Linked DNA regions of Zea mays: region 1 is linked to region 2. A link is a contact called in public Hi-C data. All regions are on one chromosome and are shown on one strand. The core of a region is the stretch at or near the end of the contact, and the rest is flanking DNA. Distances in the headings are between cores, read along the strand shown.

Region 1 (6,076 bases), core at 243-2,742, 350 kb before region 2:
TAAAAAAAAACGATTTTCTCGTAGTACAAAAAAGAAAGCATTTTCGGACCTTCTTTTAGTGATTTTCGAATGGAACTGTGAAAAACATATATCGAACAACTTTTAATGATTTTTAGTGTTTTCGATCAAACGATTTTTAGTTTTTTAATAGGTCACAGCGCACAACAGATTTTTCCATGTCTCACAGTCCACAACGGCTTTTTCATAGTCGCCGTCCAACCAAACATGCCCTTAGTGTTTCTCTGTCTCCAGTGGCGATCTCTCGGTGAGGAAAACGAGAAACTGGTGATTTCAATTTGAAAACCGATACCGGTCGGGGTTTGGCAAGAAATGGTGGTCTTTTCGCCGGTTTCTCGTTTCTGGGAGTAGCGGTAAACATGTGTTGAACGAGATTTAAAACCCTGCTCCTGACTGATGGTCCTTTGGTTCCGAATCTAGCTTCTTTGGCTCATTCAAGCCGGAGCTATTTTGTAATTTAGTTGATAAAACAACTTTCTATGTGTTTCTTTCGAATGGTGCATAAGAAAAATAGAGGAGGAACAAGTAGAAGTCATGTTTTTTTTTGGTGCTCTGACTTCTAACTAGAAAACGGGTTATAGCTCTTATTGGGCTGTTAACGAGAAGCCATTTTTTCTTTACCGTTTGGTACACGATGAGCCCGAGAGGCCGAGATAGAGTCATAGAGCTGTCGAAATAGCCAATCAAAGGGGCCTGAGTCCTGCTGCATGAGATCAGCTCTAAAACGAGAACCAATCAGGCGGCGGGCGAGGCGAAGATATTGGATCGGAGCTGCCAGATGGAAATCGCTGCGGCTGGGGCGCACGGCCGCGCTGCCGTGGAAGGGAGCAGAGATGACGAGCCCTGCCTGACGCGGCCGCACGGCGCGGGCTGCGCTGATCGGCCGAATTCCTTGCCCTATGGCGGCTGGGAGCGGCGTGCGCGTGCATGAGCTGATGCCGACGCTCGCATGCCATTGAAGTGTTTTCCTTTTTTTTTTTTGGAACGGAACAAGGCCAAGTGGTCTTGTACGCGGGCGCAAGCTATCTGCTGGTATCACTCAGGACTTGTTTGGAAGCAAGGATACCGAAGAGAATTGGAGGGGCTAAAATCCCCTTACTATTCAATTTTAAATAGCAAGAGGATTTTATCCCCTCCAGTCCCTTCGGTATCCTTCCTCCCAAACAAGCCCTCAAGAAAAAGGTTTTCCAGCACTAACCAAAAAAGATCTTATATGTTACCACGGAGCGATAAAACCACACCCGAAACTGCTGCTAATGGATAAGAGCAAGCCAAACTTTTTTTTAATAAATGAAAATAATAGTAAAACACTAGGTCTACTGCTACCTGCTAGGTGAGAATGGAGACGAACTGCACCCACCCAACAAGCGAAACGTCCGCTTCCCACTCCCGGTCGCTGGCCTCTGCCATCTGCCTGCACCGCCGCTCCATCTCTTGTTTGTTCCGCAACCTCTCCGCCTTTTTATCCCCCCGCAGTCCCGCACTGCACTACACTGCACCCCGCCTCCGCTGACGTCGACGCGCACGCCGCATCCGCCGCCTTCCTCCCTCCTCATCCGATCTCTTCCTTGCAAGCCCCAAGGGCAGTCTCATCTCATCTCATAAAAGCTGAGCTGTTAGCGCCATCGCCACCATCACATCTTTTTCCTCCGCCTATTTGTACTACGCCACTGTTGTGATCCTGCGCCCTGGACCTGGGGGACAGAGAGACGGAGGGACGTCGGCTGCATCCTGCCGCCGCAGGTCAGTCGCCGCCGTCAGTTCCCGTCTTCTTATTGGTTCTGTTCTTACTGGTTCCGAGTGATGTGGCGATCCGAGTACGTGCTGCTTGTGATACGTGTAGTATCCGGGGTGTCCCTCTGCCTGTGTTCACGGTTTAGATCAGCTGGTTTGCCCCTGCTGCAGTTTCTATGGCTATGGGTGCTCGTTGGATTGTTTCCGTTCTGTCGCTGTGTCCTGTTGTTCCCTTTTGGACATGATTCTCTCTCCCGACGGATGTCCTGCGCCACTTCGATACCCCACCTCCTAGCTTCCACGTGAATCGCCATGGATCTGATTTGCTCTAGCGGTGGCTCTTCTTTCTTTCTTGCTTTCTTTTCTTGGTCCTGTGGTTCGAGGGATGCAGCGAATCTGTATCCGTCGTTCTCTCAACGCCACAAATATCGTTGTTCTCTCCTATCTCCTTATTTCGCAAGGAAACCAAACCAAACGTCTGTTGGGAACTACCATTCGGTACATTGCAGGTCATACCTACGAGTTTTTGAAAAGGTCGTAATGAATTGTGTGTGTGTGTGTTTTCTTTATGCATTATTTTCTTTTATGAAATGTAATCGAGAGTAGAGGAAAGCTTCAGTGTGAAAAAAGATCGGTTCGGCCATATGTTGATTGTTGAGTGCGCAAAACAAAAGGCTGAAAGGCTAACGGTGCCTTGTTTTGGAGGGCACCCTGTGCTAACTGCATGCTAAGCTTAACTAGATACAAATCATTGAAATGAAACGTGATGAGAGTGGGTTCTGATTATAACCTCCTATGCATCGGTTTTAGTATCTCGAGTGCACTAAACAATTTGCCCTTTGGTAATTAATTAGCGGTGTAAGTGTAATCCATCAAACTCTACTGAATCCGTGTGCTTCGCGTGTTGATCTTTGACCGTCTGATTCCATCATAAAGCCAGAACGCAACGCTAGTCGATCACAACTACATGCACATGCTGCTTGTTCGGAGTCACTCCTTGGATTAGGATATTAATGGAGAGTGCAGAGCACAATTAGCATAAGACAACGAAAATCTACTACGTTGACAGTTAAATCTATGCCTCTATGGGTGTGAAGTTTCCCATTTTATAATTCGTTTTACTTTTAAAATTTTAACTTTGATACTCATCTTATTCAAATATTTGTGGAAAAAACAAAAAAATTATGTTTTGGTTTATTATCAAATATGCTTTTTATATATTTACTTTTTCATGATTTTTTGAATGAGATGATCGGTCAAAGTTGGAGTTGAAAACATCAAACGAATTATATTTTAAAACAGATGAAGTATTATTTAATGAACCCTCCTCCAAGTTGCTGGCCAAATCATTGATGGGTTCCCGACCCCATTGCTTTTGTTTTTGTCAGCGTGTGTAAACTGCGACGCCGAGAGTATGGAGGTTGTACGGGTTCAAGAAAAAAGAAAACCGTCATGGTTGCTGGGCAAATTATTCCTGCTTCGGGATCTTATCTCCGTCTGGAAACCATTATCTTTGCTTTTTTGTTGTCGTCTTTTCTGATCCATAGATATGCTTAAAAAGGAACCTTTTGTTGCGCTTATCTCCGTTGAGTATCTAGTGTGCTCCAAAGTCCAAACTCATAATTGCTTTGGAACCTAAAAGTGGTTCATTATCCTACCTTGTCGTTGTCTTTCAATTATTTCTAGAGAAATAAGTACTTGACTAATGACTAGGATCAGATTAAAGATTAGGACAGTCTTAGCAGAGTTTTTCATTATCAAGGCTATCACGTCAAAAAAAACCTGTCTATCTTCGTAAATAAGGCGTTAAGTCTGTTGAAGTGTCACCCATTTTTTTCAAGAGATTTCCATTTTTTCCAAGGAAAGCAGTTCATTTATCTTTAAGAAAACGAGAATCACTTAGTAAATATAGTTGACAAACTAGTTTGTGAGCCAGAAAACCAGAGGGAATTAGAGGGCAAAATGATAATCCCTTAGTAAATATAGTTGCCAAACTAGTTAGGAGCTAGAAAATCAGAGGGTCTTAAAAAATTTATTTAAAATTGAATAAGAAAAGATTTTAGTCTCTCTAATCCTCTCCGGATTTATGTCACCCAAACTAGTCTTAAATGAGAATAAAAACTCTTTTGAAACCCTCACCGAGAATGTTCTATTTTTTCTCTCCCTACATGTTGTTTGTGTGGTCAACCCTACTCCATTGGCCCTCTCTTCCTCTCCGACGAAAACAAGGAGTTAATCCTTTCGCTGTCCAGTTGCCCAACGTCGTTGTCCGAATTCCGAAATCAAATCACGGGGACATGTATAGCTAGCTGATTGGATCAAGGATTCGAGTGCCCATACCTTTCATCTGCTTTCATCTCGAGGTAAATATTTGTAGCTAGTGTGTTCACCCTGTGGATCCTAATCGTTTCGATCAAGGACGCACCCTAACCTTGCCACCTTGGTTCCGTCTAAGGAACGGTAACACCAAACGACAACAAGACGCGGTTAAAAAAAATTACCATTGGCCTTAACGCCCGTCTCCCCATTTAGCCTGGAGCAGTAGTTGTCAATTGTCATGTGCGTTGCTGTCTGCTCGTCTGGAGCAACAGCAATGTACTATCTTGGATGCTTGATCAGGGCCCTCTGAACTGTGGATAGGCTGCTGAACAACATCTGACTGACACCCCACACGCACACGCACACGCGCACTCACTCGCTCTGTGCCCATACGTCTTTGCACATGATCCTTTGTTTTGCTGCTGCTTTGTTTTGCTTGCCTCGGACAGTTTCGATCGTATGTCTTGATTGGTGAGATTCTATTTAGTTGCTCCGATTCGTCACGGTGATCGAATGACCTTTCTGCTTTGTTTTGCAGTGCCGCGAACAAGCTGTCGAGACGGAGTGCCAGAGACCAGCTCCCCTGGAAGTGCATGAACTAGTCAGCTACAAGTTTAGTACATGGAGCAGACGCGCACGGGTGGTGCCGGGGAGCAGCCCAGGGGGGCTCCCGGCGAGGAAGCGGCGAAGAGGATCATCGTTGGCGGAGACGCGCCGGCGTCGGGGACGTCTGGCTCTGGCTGCTTCGACTGCAACATCTGCCTCGAGTGCGCCACGGAGCCGGTGGTCACGCTCTGCGGCCACCTCTACTGCTGGCCCTGCATCTACGAGTGGCTACGCCACGACGTCGCCGAAGCCGGCGCCAGGAGCTCGGCGAGGCGGCAGTGCCCCGTGTGCAAGGCCGCGGTGTCCCCGGACGCTCTCGTGCCGCTCTACGGCCGCGGCGGGAGCTCCAGCGCCAAGAAGCCGCTGGCCAGCATCCCGCGCCCGCGCCGGCCGGCCCTGCGACAGAGCACGCATGACAGCGGCAGCGGAGGCCACCACCACCACCATCGGCACGCAGAGACCAGCACGCCAGCCCGGTCGCTGCGGCACCCAGCCCACGCCCACGCCGCGCAGTTCGACGCCCTCCTCTCCGCGCCGTTTGGGGACCGCGGGATGCTGCACTCGACGACGTCGACGACCGGCGGGATGCTCGGAGGGATGGCGGTGGCCGTCCTCCCGTTGGTGCTCCGCGGGCAGGCGCGGGTGCCGGGCATGTACTACCCGAGCCCGTATCATCTGATGAGCCCCAGGCAGAGACGGTGGCATGTGGAGGTAGAGAGATCCCTGCATCAGATATGGTTCTTCCTCTGCGTGTTCGTGGTGCTTTGCTTGCTCTTGTTCTGATTTCCGAAGCAGGACACCATCCTGCGCCTGCGGGCCACGAGACGTGCTCTGTACATAGCAAAGGGTGAGATATGGATATGGTGCTGGTGCGGCAGTGACCTATATTTGGTGATTGCATGACGGGGCGTTCAAGATGTTAAATTGAGAAGCAGCTGAGTTGTGGTTCTAGAAAGGAGAAATCGGTTTCGAAACTGCAAAGGACCCTTGAGAAGATTATCAGAAGCCATCGTCCACATGTTCATGCGCAGACAGTAACACATAAGCTACTGGTAATATAGAGCGTCAGAAAAAAAATGCTTCAGTATCTAAATGTCACGCTACCATTTTGAGCGCTTTGATGACCTGTGCAGCTGTGCTCCCTCCATCTCGGTGGTCACCAGCAATGCAGCATTTAACTCTAAAAGTCTGCAATGTGTGCGAAAAAGGAATGCCACTCGTGGCAGCTTACATAGCTCCCTTTGCCAAAAGAACAACAGCACCTTGATTCAAAACGTCACTTAAGATTGTGTTAAGATCTATGATCATCTTCTGTCAACTCCGCTGATTTTGCAGCTGATTAATCCGGCTGAGGAATGAGGATGTTGCCGGAGCGCGTCTCAAAATCACGAATCTGGAT
Region 2 (6,166 bases), core at 111-2,610:
CGCAGGTGCAGAGCTGCTGCTGCTCCATACAATATTCAATGAATCACAATCAGTATTTCCTAACTGGAGCAAACGAGTAGTGACTCAGTGAGCAACAAAAAATAAATTTCTGTGTGCTAGGACAAAACAATTTAGCAATGAAAAATCAATTTACCAGTCAACCACAACAGGCAACATTAACAGGCAACTACTAGGCGGTGGCAGTATACCTGATTTAGAGCTGACGAGCTGTGTTGGCGTGTTGCTGAAGATGTGCGTCGGTGCCTCGGTGGTGTACTGGTGCTGGCCGCTGGCGACCTGGCGTGCCGACGCGCCGTCCGTAGGGAGAACTGGAGAAGTCGAGCAGCAGATCTATCCACCACAGGGAGAACCGGAGAAGCTGTCGTCGCAACTTTGACTTGGAGACTGGAGACAGAGTCCTGCTGGCTGTAGCCCCACGCCCAAAGGTCTGTCCGTCTGTGCTCTCCGTCTCCTATTGTTTATTGATTATGTATGTTACGGTTAGGGACGATGCACATGAAATTCTCTATGGGCAACAACACGACAATGGCCAATGGGCCAAGAATTCATGGCTCATGGGCTTTCACGCACGCACACGACCCACAAAACGTAAAACGGGATAAAACGGGAAATTCCCGGTAGAATATGGGATACCGTAAATACGGGCGGGAAACATCTCCAACCGTTTTCGGTCCCGTTTCCGGATATACCTATCCCGGTTCCCGTACCGTTTTCACATTTTCCCGATTAAACGAAAACGGACGATTTTAAATGGGAATACGGGACGGGATGGGATGGTATAATTCCTGTTCGTTTTCATCCCTACTCACACCCCCTCCGCCGACCACCGCCTCCTCACAACCGCGGGATGCTTCCCTCTCTCCATTGGACGTGGCCATCTTCCCTCTCTCGGTCACCTCCCTCTACATCCCATGTAGCCATGTAGAGATGGCAGTGGGTACGAATATGGGTAAATACCGTTGGATATGGATATGGTGGAGTTTCATATCCACAGGTATGGATATGGATACTATATAATATCCACGGGTAATAATTTCATGAGTATGTATATCGGCTATCCATATCCGTCACCCAATGGACATATGACATGTGGACCCAAACAGTGGACGCATCCTAGGTCCCAACGGCCAGCGTCCAGCCTCCTTGGAGCTTGAGCTTGTACTTGTTCACTAAATCGCTAATTCACTACTTCGCGGGATCAGCCGTCAACGCGTCAGCAGCAACTAGCAAGGCCGCCAAGCGGCCCAGGAGTCCAGGACCCAGGCCAGCTCCAAGCGAACAGCCTACGTACGGCTCTATACCTCTCGCCCTCTGAGTCTCGCGCGGTCAGTCGGTCTCTCTCACTCTCTCTTGTCTCCAAGTTTGTAACCCTAGCCGCCAAGCTTGAAGCTCCAGCCGTGCTCGTGTAGGGCCGCAGGCCATCCGGGCTCCGGCTTCCAGCATCTACCAGGCGTCCTTAGAATACGGTGCAGCGAGCAGCAAGTCGCCGAGCAGCCGAGCCACCGCCGAACACAGGGCGCCGCCGAGCAGCCGAGCCGCCGCCGAGCGCCGAGTCTTCTCTGGTAAATTAAACAGGCTTGGATAAATTAGTGTTTCAATTTAGAGTTTTGGACAGATTGCTTGTAGGGATTTGAAAAGATTACTTGCATGGATAAATGGATTTTGTTTGTACAGATCGTATGTACAGATTGTGTTAAAAATATTATTTGATGTTGTTGGAATGTTAATTTGTGATAAATTTCTGTTAGAATGATGTAATTTTAGTGTTGTTGATTTCACAATGTCAAGTGTCTATGGCGTCTCCATGCAAGTACACACTACACTGGCACCGCGATTGACAGTCAGAACTTTGATTGCCCGTCCAATAGGTACCGGTGGGTGCTATTATTATTATTTTAATATTTACATTTAAATTGAATTATTTTTAATTGTTTTATCTACTATATAATTCTATTCATTTAATTAAGTAATCAGATTTATTTGTATTTTAAATGTTGTATTTTTAGGTTAGCTAAAAGACTAATTTTATATTCGTTTAAATAATGTGACTAGAGTGACTTCGGTACAGACGACAAACTTTCTCCACACATACCGCGCCACTCCGCCACTCACTGTGCTGACGGATGGGGTGGTGCTCCCCGTCCACTTCCCGGCAGCTTCTCTCCACGACCTCACTCTTCACCTTCGGCGCGGGTCTCCTTACCTTCGGCATCCACCTCTCCTACGTCCACATCGAGCCCCAGCGCGCTCGCACGCTCGCTCGGGACCAATTCGTCCGTGACTACCTCCGCAAGAAGCACGACAAGTAGCCCGCCTTCTGCGGTCCCCAGGTGATTGCTTGGTAGTCGGAGACGATGGCCCTGGTCCCATCGAGGTCCGACAGCGAGGCCTTGATCCCGGAGGTGGAGATGAATGCCGGCGCCGACCAGACCGCAACAACGGCGCGGGTCACCGTCGTTCAGGCGTCGTCCGTGTTCTACGACACCCCTGCGACTCTCGGTGCGTGTAATTTTGCTCTATATACCCGTTGTTCTTGCAGTTGTTACAGTAGCACCTATGGTGTTCGGTTTGTTGTTTCTCCCGTGTGGGTATTTAGGTTGATACTGCGCTCAAGGTGTTCGCTTGTTTGTCTTGCCGAAAACTAGCTTACTCAATTTGTGTGTAGTAATGGCTCGTACTTGTAAATAATGTTAAATAAATCGTTTAATTGAATTTTGGCAGTGTCCTTGTATGTAGCATCATTTCTCCAATACAGTATCAGTTGATTGGCATGATGGCATCTACTTCGAAGGAGACATCGTCCTGTATTACTGGTGATGATGATCATAGACATGTGGAGCGATTGGTTTTTCTCAGGGTGAATTAGCTAGGTAGGAAAATGAATGTTATAGTGGTGTGTGTGTGTGTGGTGTGACGTGGCGAAGTTGGGCAGCACCGTGGAGTTGACGATGATGTCGGCGGTGTTGGACAAGCTAGGGTTAAGGTCGTGGAGAAGGTTGAGGACAAGATAATCTCATGGAGGGCGTTGATGGTGGTCTTCATGCACTGTTAGGAGTCGATGGAAGTGTCGCCTTGCTGCTTGGTGTGGAACTCATGGCTGAGGAAGATGGCCTGAGGCTTCTTGTTGGTGCGGAAGAGGTTCCCAATGATGACCCAGATATCGTGTGTAGTCTGGTCGTCGCCATCCATGGCGTGGCAAGGATGGAGTCATCGACATAGCCAAATATCCAACTACGGATGCAGCAGTCCGCCTAATGGCCCTAATCCCATTGAGGGTCAGTGGAATTGGCAGCGTCCGTGCCGGCGTGCCGTTGATGTGTGACTTGAAGCCAATTTTTTCGCCCAATGACTTGAAGTGGGATGCCCACTTGGTGTAGTTGGAGTTCTGCATTTCCAACGTCATGGAGATGTGGGACTTGACGCGGACTGTGGCATAGGGGTCGACGATCACTGGCTACTCCTGGTTGCTGGAGGGGACGTCCTCTGTCATGGACGTGGTGCTAGAGTTTCTGTAATTTGGTGGCACCATCAAAACAAGGGCGTCGTCAACCAGGAGGAGGAGTAACGGCGATCAGTACCCAGGAGTAGAGACCAACAACTTTGACCAGAAATGTAGCAGGGAGGGAGAGAGGCTGGCGGAGCCCTAGAGTTTGGGGCCTGCGAACAAAGAGAGGAGGGGAGCCGGCGACGCCTAGGGAAAGGGTCGGCGGCTAAGGGGTGGGTGGGGAAGCGGAGGGGAGGAGCCAGGTTTAGACCTGGATTCATGATACCATGTAGAGCAATAGGAAAAGACCACACCCATTGTGGGAGGTGACCTTTCATTACACAAGTCGTATGACTTGGTGTACAAGTGAGGCCATATGTCTTGACATATACGTAAGGTGAGTACAAAGATATACACACCAACATATCTCTAACATTGAGGATAGTTGTTCTTGCTTGGATCCTGGAGGATGGGTATTTGAGGTGCGACAGAGGCATTTGAGGAAATAAAATCGTTTTGGGCTTGCTACTAATACTATGTGACACCTCGGTTTCTACCCGGTACTAGGGTCACATCTTTTTTACAGTAATCCTTTTTATCAGCTTTAAATCTTATAGCATTAGAGATGTACCATTTTGTAATTTTTTCGCTGCATTGTGATTCAGATAAAGCGGAGAAATTGGTAGCAGAAGCAGCTGGGTATGGTTCACAGTTGGTTTTGTTTCCGGAAGTCTTTGTTGGTGGCTACCCACATGGATCTACCTTTGGACTGGTTGTCGGCAATCGCACTGCCAAGGGAAAGGAAGACTTTCAGAAGTATCACGCATCTGCCATAGATGTGCCTGGTATTCTAAATGATGTTAATGTATCCATGTTCTACATTATTTTTCATGAGAATTACTGTGATTTATTCTTTGTGAAAGAAACTTTATCCTTTTGTAATTGTATATGCTCACAATAATCTTGTAGTGTGAACTGCAGTCTTAAGAATGAAGCACAAACCTCAAAGGAATTGTAAGCACTGAACTTACTTTTCTGCCCCGTTAACCTATAAAAATGGAGGGGATAACCTCTATTTTTGTGGTCCACAAGGCACACCTGATACTGGTTGCATATTACTGAGCAGAAGCACTTAAACAGGCATTTACTTTCTATTTTAGGTCTTAGGATACTTGTATAGGAAGAGAGCATAGCTGAAGTGGGAGGTGTGGTTGTGCATCTCAATCACCCAGATTCATGTCCTCTTCAACATAATTCTGTTGCCTATTTTCTTGTTAATGGAAAACCACCTAGTTCTCCAAGGTTGGGAAATGGGGTGAATTATCCTTTGGAAGTAGAGTTATGTGGTTGACAAGATCTTGAAAAACTGCATATATTTTTTTTTCATATGAGCATGTGCATCCATTTTCTCATCTCCTGGGAAATTTTCTGACAATAAATGCACGAACCACATTAATGTTTGGTGGTGCAATTTAACTAAGTATCATTCCCAAATAGCTTCCTATGTGTGGTAAGGCAGTAGGGCACTGCTATTTATAGAATTTGCACTGAGCACGTGTCTACCTTTGCTGTTTTACATTAGATGATTCTCATTGTAGTTTATATCTTGTACCACCATTACCTACTGTCATCCACGCTTCCTTCTAGATATTTTTACATGTTGCAAAGGGTGTGTAGTACACATCTGTTATTTCTGCGGAGCACTTCACAAGCATATTATCAACGCAGGTCCAGAAGTGTCCCGCTTATCTGCATTAGCTGGAAAATATAAGGTGTTTCTGGTGATAGGGGTGGTTGAGAGGGCAGGATATACACTTTACAACACGGTGCTCTCCTTCGATCCACTGGGAAAATACCTAGGGAAGCACCGCAAGGTCATGCCTACTGCACTAGAACGTGTATTCTGGGGGTTTGGAGATGGATCTACAATACCTGTCTACGATACTCCGATTGGAAAAATGGGTGCTCTCATTTGCTGGGAAAACAGAATGCCACTTCTCAGGACGGCCATGTATGCCAAAGGTATTATTCCTATTTCTTGGAATTTGTATTTTTAAATTAGGAGTGTTGGGATATACTTTGGAACCAATAAGGCCTTGTTTGGATACTCTTGTATCTACCTCAATCTACATGTGTTAGTGTGGATTGGAGTGGAACTCGAATTAATTCACATCCCAATACACATCAACACATATGGAATGAGGTGAATTCAAACAAGCTCATGGTGTAATGCTAAATTGCACAATGTCTCATGTACTGAGTTTATCTTTCATGCTGAATCCTCCTATGTTAATGTTAATGCAGGTATTGAGATATATTGTGCTCCCACGGTTGATTGCATGCCAACTTGGCTGTCTTCTATGACACATATCGCCCTTGAAGGGGGATGCTTTGTGCTGTCAGCGTGCCAGTTCTGTCGTAGAAAGAACTACCCTCCCCCTCCCGAGTACACATTTTGTGGCCTAGAGGAAGAGCCATCCCCGGAATCCGTTGTTTGTTCTGGAGGGAGTGTCATCATCTCACCATTGGGAACAGTGTTGGCGGGTCCCAACTACGAAAGTGAGGCCCTTCTCACTGCTGACCTGGGTAAGGTTCCGGGGAACTGACGTACTAAATTCTACTCAAAATATCCCGCTTATTATGTCCGTATCCTCATGTGTC

The links. A called contact is a pair of places that touch in the nucleus more often than the background predicts.
Region 1: a Hi-C map of tassel shows a contact between it and region 2, with 2.1 times the contacts expected there. The contact joins the promoter of LOC103627470 here to the promoter of LOC542573 in region 2. A contact is called at or near these places in 2 of 25 Hi-C or Micro-C datasets (leaf and tassel).

Annotation. Positions count from the first base shown.
Region 1 is chr5:192,874,554-192,880,629 of Zm-B73-REFERENCE-NAM-5.0, reverse strand. It overlaps LOC103627470 (E3 ubiquitin-protein ligase RMA1H1), which reads left to right and starts at 1,492. Exons shown (of 3, transcript XR_553621.4): 1 at 1,492-1,761; 2 at 4,610-5,729; 3 at 6,013-6,076. It overlaps LOC109939988 (a long non-coding RNA gene), which reads right to left and starts at 1,436. Exons shown (of 2, transcript XR_002262482.1): 1 at 1,345-1,436.
Region 2 is chr5:192,522,353-192,528,518 of Zm-B73-REFERENCE-NAM-5.0, reverse strand. LOC542573 (nitrilase 1) reads left to right here and starts at 1,360. Exons shown (of 6, transcript NM_001112112.2): 1 at 1,360-1,583; 2 at 2,090-2,520; 3 at 4,171-4,350; 4 at 5,234-5,527; 5 at 5,810-6,091. The coding sequence starts at 2,376.